Regions from separate parts of the Macaca mulatta genome. Here region 2 is linked to region 1. A link is a contact called in public Hi-C data. All regions are on one chromosome and are shown on one strand. Each heading gives the region's core, a stretch centred on a gene start, on an enhancer-like site or on the middle of the called end of the contact. The rest is flanking DNA. Distances are from core to core; before and after follow the strand shown. Region 1 holds the start of PSMB3 (proteasome 20S subunit beta 3). Region 2 holds the start of PIP4K2B (phosphatidylinositol-5-phosphate 4-kinase type 2 beta).

Evidence for each region. Hi-C and Micro-C count contacts between places; a contact is called where the count stands out from the background.
Region 2: a contact with region 1 is called in a Hi-C map of fetal cortex germinal zone, with 2.3 times the contacts expected there. The contact joins the promoter of PIP4K2B here to the promoter of PSMB3 in region 1. A contact is called at or near these places in 2 of 14 Hi-C or Micro-C datasets (fetal cortex germinal zone and fetal cortical plate).

What each region holds. Positions count from the first base shown.
Region 1 is chr16:63,032,653-63,037,199 of T2T-MMU8v2.0, forward strand. It overlaps PSMB3 (proteasome 20S subunit beta 3), which reads left to right and starts at 2,704. Exons shown (of 6, transcript NM_001257817.1): 1 at 2,704-2,781; 2 at 3,102-3,286. The coding sequence starts at 2,779. It overlaps TRNAN-GUU (transfer RNA asparagine (anticodon GUU)), which reads right to left and starts at 1,817; the gene lies at 1,744-1,817. It also overlaps the pseudogene LOC106994032.
Region 2 is chr16:63,084,889-63,089,435 of T2T-MMU8v2.0, forward strand. PIP4K2B (phosphatidylinositol-5-phosphate 4-kinase type 2 beta) reads right to left here and starts at 1,868. Exons shown (of 15, transcript XR_013406683.1): 1 at 1,574-1,868. It overlaps CWC25 (CWC25 spliceosome associated protein homolog), which reads right to left. Exons shown (of 10, transcript XM_028836432.2): 10 at 3,478-4,529. The coding sequence ends at 4,415.

The sequences.
Region 1 (4,547 bases), core at 1,454-3,953:
ACTCTGCCAGGGAAAACGCGCATCCACTCGCTCTGCCGGAAGGGGAGCGCGGCAGGGACTCCCAGGCAGCCGCCCCTCTCTGGCTACAAGACCCCGAACAAGAGAAACCCGTAACAGGGCCTTTGCGGAGATCTGGATCCCACCCACCAACCAAACGGACACCTAGGGGCTGCCCCTCGGGGCATTATCAGCCAGTGGGAAGGAGGTTGGCGTTCCTCTGCGGCCCATGAATCCTGGAGGGCTTCCCGAGGGACCACCGGGGTCCATCCACTTATTCCTCGGTTGTTAAGCGCCGGACAGGAGAGAACCGCTAGAGGAGTGTGCTAAGACCCCATTACCCATTAAAACTCCATTTTCATCTTTTGCGTCCTTGATGAGTAGTCCCCACATTCCTGGCCTTTCTGGTTTCTCAGGAGAACCTTCTGACCAGCTCCTCCCACATCGGAAGAGTTTTCTAGTCTTTTGTTCTACTGCTAGCCGACAGAGAAGCACCTGTCATGTGCCAGTGTCAAATGCTGCGCTAGGAACTGGGGACTCAAGGCACAAGAGCCTGGCTTTTGCGCGGGGTGCTCACAGGCCGGTGGGTGCAAACCCTGAGGGACACACAGCCTGTCCCTTTAGCGCCCACCGCTTCTGATGTGAGCGCTAAGGGTGAGTGAGTACTTGGGTGGGCTTCCACAAGAGGCCTCCTTTGAGCCGAATCTGCAGAGACCAAGTGTCTATGAGAACTGCTTAAGAGTACTTTGCACATTCTCCTCCACAAAGGTCGAGGCTCCCGCCGCGCCCAGGAATGCGCCTCGGCAAACATTAGGCGCCCCTTGATTTTGTGTTTGCATCTCACGCGGTCCTCTAGCTGACAAGTGCATCAGAAGAGTCACAGTGTCTGTCACAGGCTAGAGGCTCGCAGAGGACAGGAACGCGGGAAATCTAGGCAATTATCTCCAGCATATACCAAGAGCTATTGCGAGGCTCAGATCCCTTTAAAAATGGTGACGAGACAGGAGAGGGCGGCTCCTCTAATGCTTTCCGGAACGTCTTTACCTCTGTGTCCTTTATACCTTTTATCTCCCCCAAACAAGGTCCTTGGTCAGTTTCTGCTTCTCTTTCCACATCCTCCTCCCCAACTTCTCTGTGTAGTTCTAGGGGGAAAAAAATGTATTGTTTTCCTTTTTTTTCTGATGCTTCTCACTTTAAATGTGTCTATTGTCCCTCTCTCTGTCTTGGGGTCTTCCGCACTCACCCTGCCTAGTTGTCTGTCATGTCCCTTCTTTCCTTGTATCACAACAATGTTCTCCCTTTCTCATCTTTGTTTCTCTTCATACCTGTTTCTCTGCGTGTCTCTCTCTCATTCCCTTCCCTTCCAAATGTAGTATTTGGAGATTGTAATATCGACTGAGGCAGACAATAAAAAACTGTCGAACCTCCACTGTAAATTCATGCCTAATCCTACGAAAAAATGCATCCTGAAACATGTTCCTTGCACAGTGAAACAAAAACCTCTGTCTTTAGGTTTCCTGCCATCCAGCTTGGAGGCGGGGTGGGGGGTGTGGAGGGAAGTGCTGGATAAATTATCCCATTATTGACTGAGCAGCAAAGAATTTTCAAGAACAGTGATTCTCCTAGAAAAAGTATTGCTGCTGCCATTTCTATGCAAAATTTGGCTTTTGAGTAAAAGGCTTAGGTTTTTATCTTACGGGGGGCGGGAGGAACAAAACCCAAAAGACAAAAAAAAAAAACCCACCGCGTCCCTGGGTGGGCTCGAACCACCAACCTTTCGGTTAACAGCCGAACGCGCTAACCGATTGCGCCACAGAGACCGCGACGATTGCTGGCGTGGTGGTGAGTCGAGTCAATGGGAGCGAGCCTGGACGGTGCAGACGCCGTAAGAGATGCCGCCATCGGGCGAAATAAGTGGAACCCGGGGGAGAAAGGGAAGGATCCTGATGGGGGAGGAGGACGAAAGGGCTTGGGAGGAGAGGACGCGGGACGTGCACCCCCTTCCTCCATTGGCTTGGCGAGAGGTCGACTGGCTGTCCTCAGGTTCTACCTCAAACGTGGAGAGGCCCGGAACATCCTTTTTTAGGGTGACCTGAGATTGAAGATACGTGAAGTCGGCGCGCAGGAAGTCCCCCAAATCAGAACAGCCTTGGGCTTCCAAACTCCCCTTCGCAGCTGAACCCCTGCAGCCGCAGAATACCCACGACGCCTACCCGCGACGCCTTCCACTTCCCACCTGCATCATTAAATTTACATTTAATGGGCGCCTCGTATATACCAGGCACTGTTGTGGGCCAGTGACTATTCAGAGCCTAGGCAAGTGCCTGGTACACAGTAAACGTAAGGATTTCTGGAGTGAATAAATAAGCTAGCACGACTAATAGGACGAACTCATACATCACGGTGATAAGCGTCACGGTGCCCCTTCAGCTGGGGCCGCAGCCCCCTAAACCCAGTTTCACCAGCCCACGTGCGCGCAGGCTCCGCCCCCAGTCCCGAGTCAGGTCCGCCGAGATCCCACTATGCACCGTGTTGCAAGCCTCTTCCGCACCCACAGTGACTTTTCACTTCCGCTTTTCCCGCCTCCGTTTTGACTTTGCAACCAAACTACCTGTACTGGTGACCGACAGGGATGCGGGACCAATAGAAAGCCCAGATGTCCAGGAAGAGTCCGCCTATCAGCCAATAAAGAGACAGCAGCGAGAGCGGTTGCGCAGTGAAGGCTAGACCCGGTTTACTGGAATTGCTCCGGCGATCGAGGGGTCCTAGTACACCGCAATCATGGTGAGATGGGGAGTTAAAGCAAAGGAGCACAGGGAAGGATTGAGAAGCGGAGGGGGTCGGGAGAGGCTTGGGGACGAAAAGGGCCAAGGGTCGATGGAAGGAAACGGTTTCAGTTCGAGGGGAGCGGACCCCGGTGAGGACCAAGAGGGTGAGTGCGGCTCATCGCCGCCACACAGTGCTCATCCCAGCTGGAGAACCAGGGGTTCAGGCGCCTCCGGAATGGAGAACGGGCGTACAGGAGCCTCCGCATCAGGAGCTGGGCCGGGGGCTGTCGCAGCGTTTGAACCCCCGCGCTGACCCCTTCGCTCTGTCTGTCCTAGTCTATTATGTCCTATAACGGAGGGGCCGTCATGGCCATGAAGGGGAAGAACTGTGTGGCCATCGCTGCAGACAGGCGCTTCGGGATCCAGGCCCAGATGGTGACCACGGACTTCCAGAAGATCTTTCCAATGGGTGACCGGCTGTACATCGGTCTGGCCGGGCTCGCCACTGACGTCCAGACAGTGTAAGTTTCAAGGGTCCCTGCCCACACCCAGGTCTCTTCTTGGACCATCCTCCCCTGGCGTCTTGACCGGCCAAGGTGTCAGTCATCTACCACACACCACCAGTGAGTTTGAGACTTTGCCGCACACCATAGCGATACAGAGATGTATCCTAACCAACTTTTACCCGCATTTCCGCTGTGCCAGGCTCTGTGGAAAACACCTCACATTCATGGACTTACTTAATCCTCTCCCTGAGGATTCCATGTTGCCATCCCATTTTGCAGATGAGGAAACTGAGGGTCTCAGAGAGTGTCTTGCCCAAGAAGCAAAGTCAATGAGTGTCAGCCAAGATTCCCACGCGAGTCTCTCTAAGGCCGAAGTCAGCGCTCAGTCCCTAAAGAGCGAGACTGTCTCCAGAAACGTGTCCCTCCCTTTTTTCTCTTTCTTTTTTTTTTTTTTTTTTTTTTTTTGAGACAGGGACTTGCTTTGTCACCCAGGCTGGAGCTCAGCGGCGTGATCTTGGCTCACTGCAACCTCCACCTCCCAGGCTCAAGCGATTTTTGTGCCTCAGCCTCCTGAGTAGCTGGGACTACAGGCACGCACCACCATGCCTGGCTAATTTTTGTATTTTTAGTAGAGACAGGGTTTCACCATGTTGGCCAGGCTGGTATGGAACTCCTGACCTCAAGTGATCCACCTGCCTCAGCCTCCCAAAGTGCTGAGATTACAGGCATGAGCTACCGCACCTGGCCTGACTTTGATTTTGACACCAATTTTGAGGGGACAAGGCAAGCCCAACAGAAACATCTTACAAACAGTTGGGGTTTTGATATTACATCTCAGGGTTGGGGAAGCATTGGCAATGTGCCAAATCTATGGGAGCAGATTCTGGAGAGACAAAGTCTGTAGAGAGGGAAATAATGAGTAGCAGTTTAAGAGCTGAACCTTACATTTAGCAGTGAGGCGACAAGAGAAACCAGATAATAAGAAGAGAGGAAAAGAATGGCGATAGGCTTTCAGGAGGGAATATGTGGTCACAGGGGGCAGGTGCTGCAGGGTACTGGTGGCCTGAGGAGCGGCAGGTCCTGGATTTGTTTCCTAGAAGGTGGAGAGACTAGCTCACAAGTGTGGGTGGATGCCTGTCAGAAAATGTTCTCATTTTGGCCAGGCGCGGTGGCTCACACCTGTAATACCAACACTTTGGGAGGTGGGCGGATATCTTGAGGAGTTCCAGACCAGCCTGGCCAACATGGTGAAACCCTGTCTCTACTAAAAATACAG
Region 2 (4,547 bases), core at 618-3,117, 51 kb after region 1:
ACTGGCAGAGAGAGGCCTGGTAGAGTGAGAAGCAGGATGCAGAACAAAATCAAGGAGTGACTTCCAGAAAGGGACATGGGGTTCATATTCTGATCACCCAGTTTCCCTAGAAATGCTGTCAGATAACCCCTGGGGCAGCAGGAAGACCGAGTCACAAACTGGGCTGGATTGTTGGCCCGAAGCAGCTCCTAGAGGTCTGGGCATTATACCACTGGTACTCCCTATCCTGGCAGGACCCTCACTAACACCAGTGATGACAGTGAAAACAGTAACCTGCCCAAGACCAAGAAACCACAGAGACCTCAATTTACACGTGCACTTTTCTAAATGACAGGTCAAGATCTAAAACCCTAGCTCAGATTACGGTTCATCCATCTCCACCCAAAGGCACCTTCAGCCCCTCTGCCAAAGCAATGTAAAGTCTTGCTGGCCCTCTTTGTCATCGCTTGGTCTTGTGGGCAATTTCAAGCACTCACAAGTGAACCTAAAGAACTGAAATCCACAGGAAACCCAAGCTTGATCCTCCTTATTCCAAAATTCTAGTTAGTGAAGTTGGTGTTTCGGGTCCTTTGACTTCCTTTGCTCATTCCTAGTGTGGGGATTCATAAAGAAATGGTCAGAAGGCAAAGAGCAAGTGGTTGGAAAAGGGAGAAGAAAGACCCTGAACAAACACCACATAAACAGTCTTCCAGCTCAAACACCGTCAGCATCCAACTTCCTGGCAGGGGCTGTTGAACAATCTCAAAGCACCCTAAGGACCCAGGGGACCGATCTCTCCTATCTAGGGCCATAATCACTATGCATCATCACACCCTTGCATCCACACAACAGATAAGTCAACATCTTTGAAATGATCACCTTCAAAAACTATGGGAAGTCATATTATTTCTACTATGAATAGTCCCTCCTTATAACCAGGCATCCTCTTCTCTCAAATGGTTAATAGCCATTCTCTCTTCTCCCTAACCCGGAGACACCTGGGTAAAGTGTCTGCTTCAAGGAAGCCTAAGCTTCTCCAGTTAATACATCTTGTTCAAGAGAAAAAAAAAAGGAAACCCAGGGTGGAGTTCTACATTCAAGGGTAAGGAGGCCTGGAGGATAGGAAAATTTGAGCAGCCACAACAAACGATCAGAAAGAGAGGACTATTTGGGCAGACCACTGCTACTTGACAAAGCTGGCAGCCGGCTATAAGGAACAAGAGGAAATATACATGCAACAAATAGGGTGAGGGAGTAAGAGGAGAAGGTGCAGGGATGAAAGCGACTCCACTGCACCCAGGCCTTGCCTTTGCGCTCCAGGGCTGCCCCAAGCGAGCACGCCACACGCAGAAAGCCAGAAGGGCTGGAGGGAAGGGGAGGTGGCGACGGCAGACTACAGAGACACCAGGCCTCGCGTGGAGTGCGGGGAGTGTACACGGGGCCGAACGGCGTGCAAGGGTGGGGTGGGCGTGCAAGTGGCTTGGCGAGGGGTGGCAAGCGTCACCGGCAGGGCCTGCGGGGCAAAGGCCCAGGGCTGCGGGGGGCGTGGGAGCGCGCGGGGCCGCGCTCAGAGGGGCGCGCAGGAGCTGGTTACCGTGTGGTTCACCCCCCACATCAGGACGCTGAGGATCGGCTCGCTGGCCCGGAATAGCTTCACTTTCTGGCACACGAAATGCTTCTTCTTGGTCTTGGTCTTGCTGGCGCTGAGCGGCGCCACCGCCACCGCCGTGGTGCTGGTGCAGTTAGACGACATGCCCGGGGCGGCGGCGGCGGCGGCGGCGGCGAAAGGGGGGCGGTGGAGACAGCGCACAAGCCAGCGGCCTCAGGCCTCCCCCGGACCGATCCCCACCCCCGCTCCCTTACCGCACCATGGTCGCGCCCGTCCCGTTACCTCCCCACCCCGCCCCGGTGGTTCCGTCCGCCCCACGCCCCGCCCTCCCGCCCCGCCCCGGGGAGCCGGCCGGCCCGCTCCGCACCCCGCCCCCAGGCGGTGCAGCAGCCCTGCAGTCCCCTGGCCCCGTCCTCCCCACTCGCGTGGTACGGCCCGTCCCGGGGAGGCAGCGGCCGCCCCGCCCGCCCCTCCTCCCCGGGCCTGACACAAACCCGCCTGGCCTCCGAACGCCTCGGGGCCCCGCACCGGAGCGGGAAGAGGAGGAGGGCTGGGCAGGCGTAGCTGTGGATCGCGGGAGGGGCTCCCCGCCTGGGCCCCCCAACGCCAGGGTTTGGCTCTTTCCCTCAACCCGAATGCCAAGATGGCGGCGACGCCACCGCTCCGGAAGGGAAGGAGGGGCGGGAATGCGAGGAGGGCGGGACGTACCATGCCCACCCCGGGGGAGAGGAGGGACGCAGCCAGGGGAAGAGGAAGTCCAGCCTGGAAAGCCAAGGAACGCCCCCTCGCTCCACCCAAGCGTGGATCTACCCACTCCGCTGGGTCCCGGGCGCGCTCCACCCGCGGGGCACGCCCCTTTCCCCCAGGGCCAATGAGAAGCAGGCCGGGAACATTGGTTTTTATGAATGGGCCCCGCGCCCACCCACCTGCTGCCTGGTCTCCCCGCAAAGGGTCAGAGCTCAGAGGCCGCCAGCACCTTCGGACACCTATCCCACTAATCGTCTTACTCTGGCTCATTTCGTAAAATCTTTGACTAAACTGCCCCACGCTTTGTTACATAATTCTCAGATGAGGGATCTCCATATATTCGACACAAATCACAGGTCAACGTTGTTCTTTCTGTATGGAAATTCGTAAATATGGTACTCCACAGGTGGTCGCTCTTTAAACAGTTACAAAAATAAATGTGGCCTTTATTACCAATTAATAAAATAAACATAATTAACCCCGGCATAAGGAAGCATGATGAAGTGATTAAATGAAAAAACTTACGTTACATTCTCTAGGGAAAGATCGGGTTTCAAGCATTACAGTGCCTGGCATCGTAAGTGTTGAAAAACAGAAATCCAAATACATTTTAAGCAGAATTAGGAATCAGCAGAACAAGGAAATCGCCCTGCTAATGTGCGGGTCAAGAGGGCCTAGGAGTTCATTGGTCAAATGAGGGCTTCTGGTGAAAGAATAGAGAAGGGAAAAGGAGTAAAGATAGAAGAGGGCCCCTTGAGGGTTTTTTTTGTTTTTTTAGTACCTGACTGAAAGAGACTAGCAAACAACTCCTGAAAATCTGTAATTGTAATCTTCATTTCTTACACAGTAAGAAATGAAGCCGTGAAATTAAAAGCTTCCATTTTATTTTCCTTTAGGAGCCATGGAGCATATTGGCAATTTGGTTCTGACTCCTAAAATCATTTTACTATACCTTTACACTGCCTACATTGGAGACTGCAAGCAGTGGAAAAGAAGATACTCCAGATCCTGTCGATAAACCCAGGCTCCTCCTAAATCAGCCAGATTCAGAGAAAAACGAGCTGGCCTGCCTTATTTTATTCCTTGCCATCAAGGTTCAATGCGGTTCTATTACCTAGTAAAGTCACTGACCAAACAAGGTATTTTCACAAAGCCAACCTTTTTTAAAAGCATGTAAGAATTATACATTTGTACATATACACATTACACTTTTACATCCAAAGATCAAATAGTTAACAGTTCATTTAGGGCTGTTTGTATTGTTTGATTTTCCAGATTCTGTCACTCCCTTGGCTTTGACCTAACCTGACATCATTCTGTCACATTATCTTTTTTTTTTTAATTTTTTATTTTTTTTGAGATGAAGTCTCGCTCTGTTGCCCAGGCTGGAGTGCAGTGGTGCGATCTCGGCTCACTGCAAGCTCCGCCTCCCGGGTTCACGCCATTCTCCTGCCTCAGCCTCCCGAGTAGCTGGTACTACAGGCGTCCACCACCATGTCTGGCTAGTTTTTTGTATTTTTAGTAGAGATGGGTTTTCACCATGTTAGCCAGGATGGTCTCGATCTCCTGACCTCGTGATCCACCTGCCTTGGCCTCCCAAAGTGCTGGGATTACAGGCGTGAGCCACCGCGCCCGGCAACATCATCTTCTGAATCAAGTAAACATGAATTTGTCTCGTAAGCATAATCTATCTGGGTGACACCAGAGAGGTTTCTGAAGGGTCTGGTGTACACTGAGGCAGTGAAATAGGTCTGTTGGCACAGGTAAGAAGGAAGTGGCATGATAAACATCACAACCCCAGGGAACGGCCTTCCAGAGCGGCACAAGCACTCCCACCAAGATGGTCCCGTGCCCACCCATTCAAGAGTCAAAACCCAAAGTTACTGAGTGTCCCACAAAGCAAGTTACACTAGCTCACAAAGGAAGTGAGCTGTTCCAGGACTGGATGGAGCAGGGTCACTTTGAACAGTGGTGGTTTGATATCTGTGAAAGAAGTCATTCGAACTCTTATAAAGAGAATTAAGGGGTCAGCAGCTTCCCTGGAAAATGCAGGAAAACCAGTAAGAGAGGGGACAGTTTTCATCTTTTCATAAAGTTCTTCTCCAGAGCTAGCGAAGTTCTCTGTAGAGAGTAGATATTCCGCTTCACCCGATCCTCCAGGGAGGAAGTAGATGCACTCTCCAGCTTCATGCGGCTAGGAAGAGAAGACAGG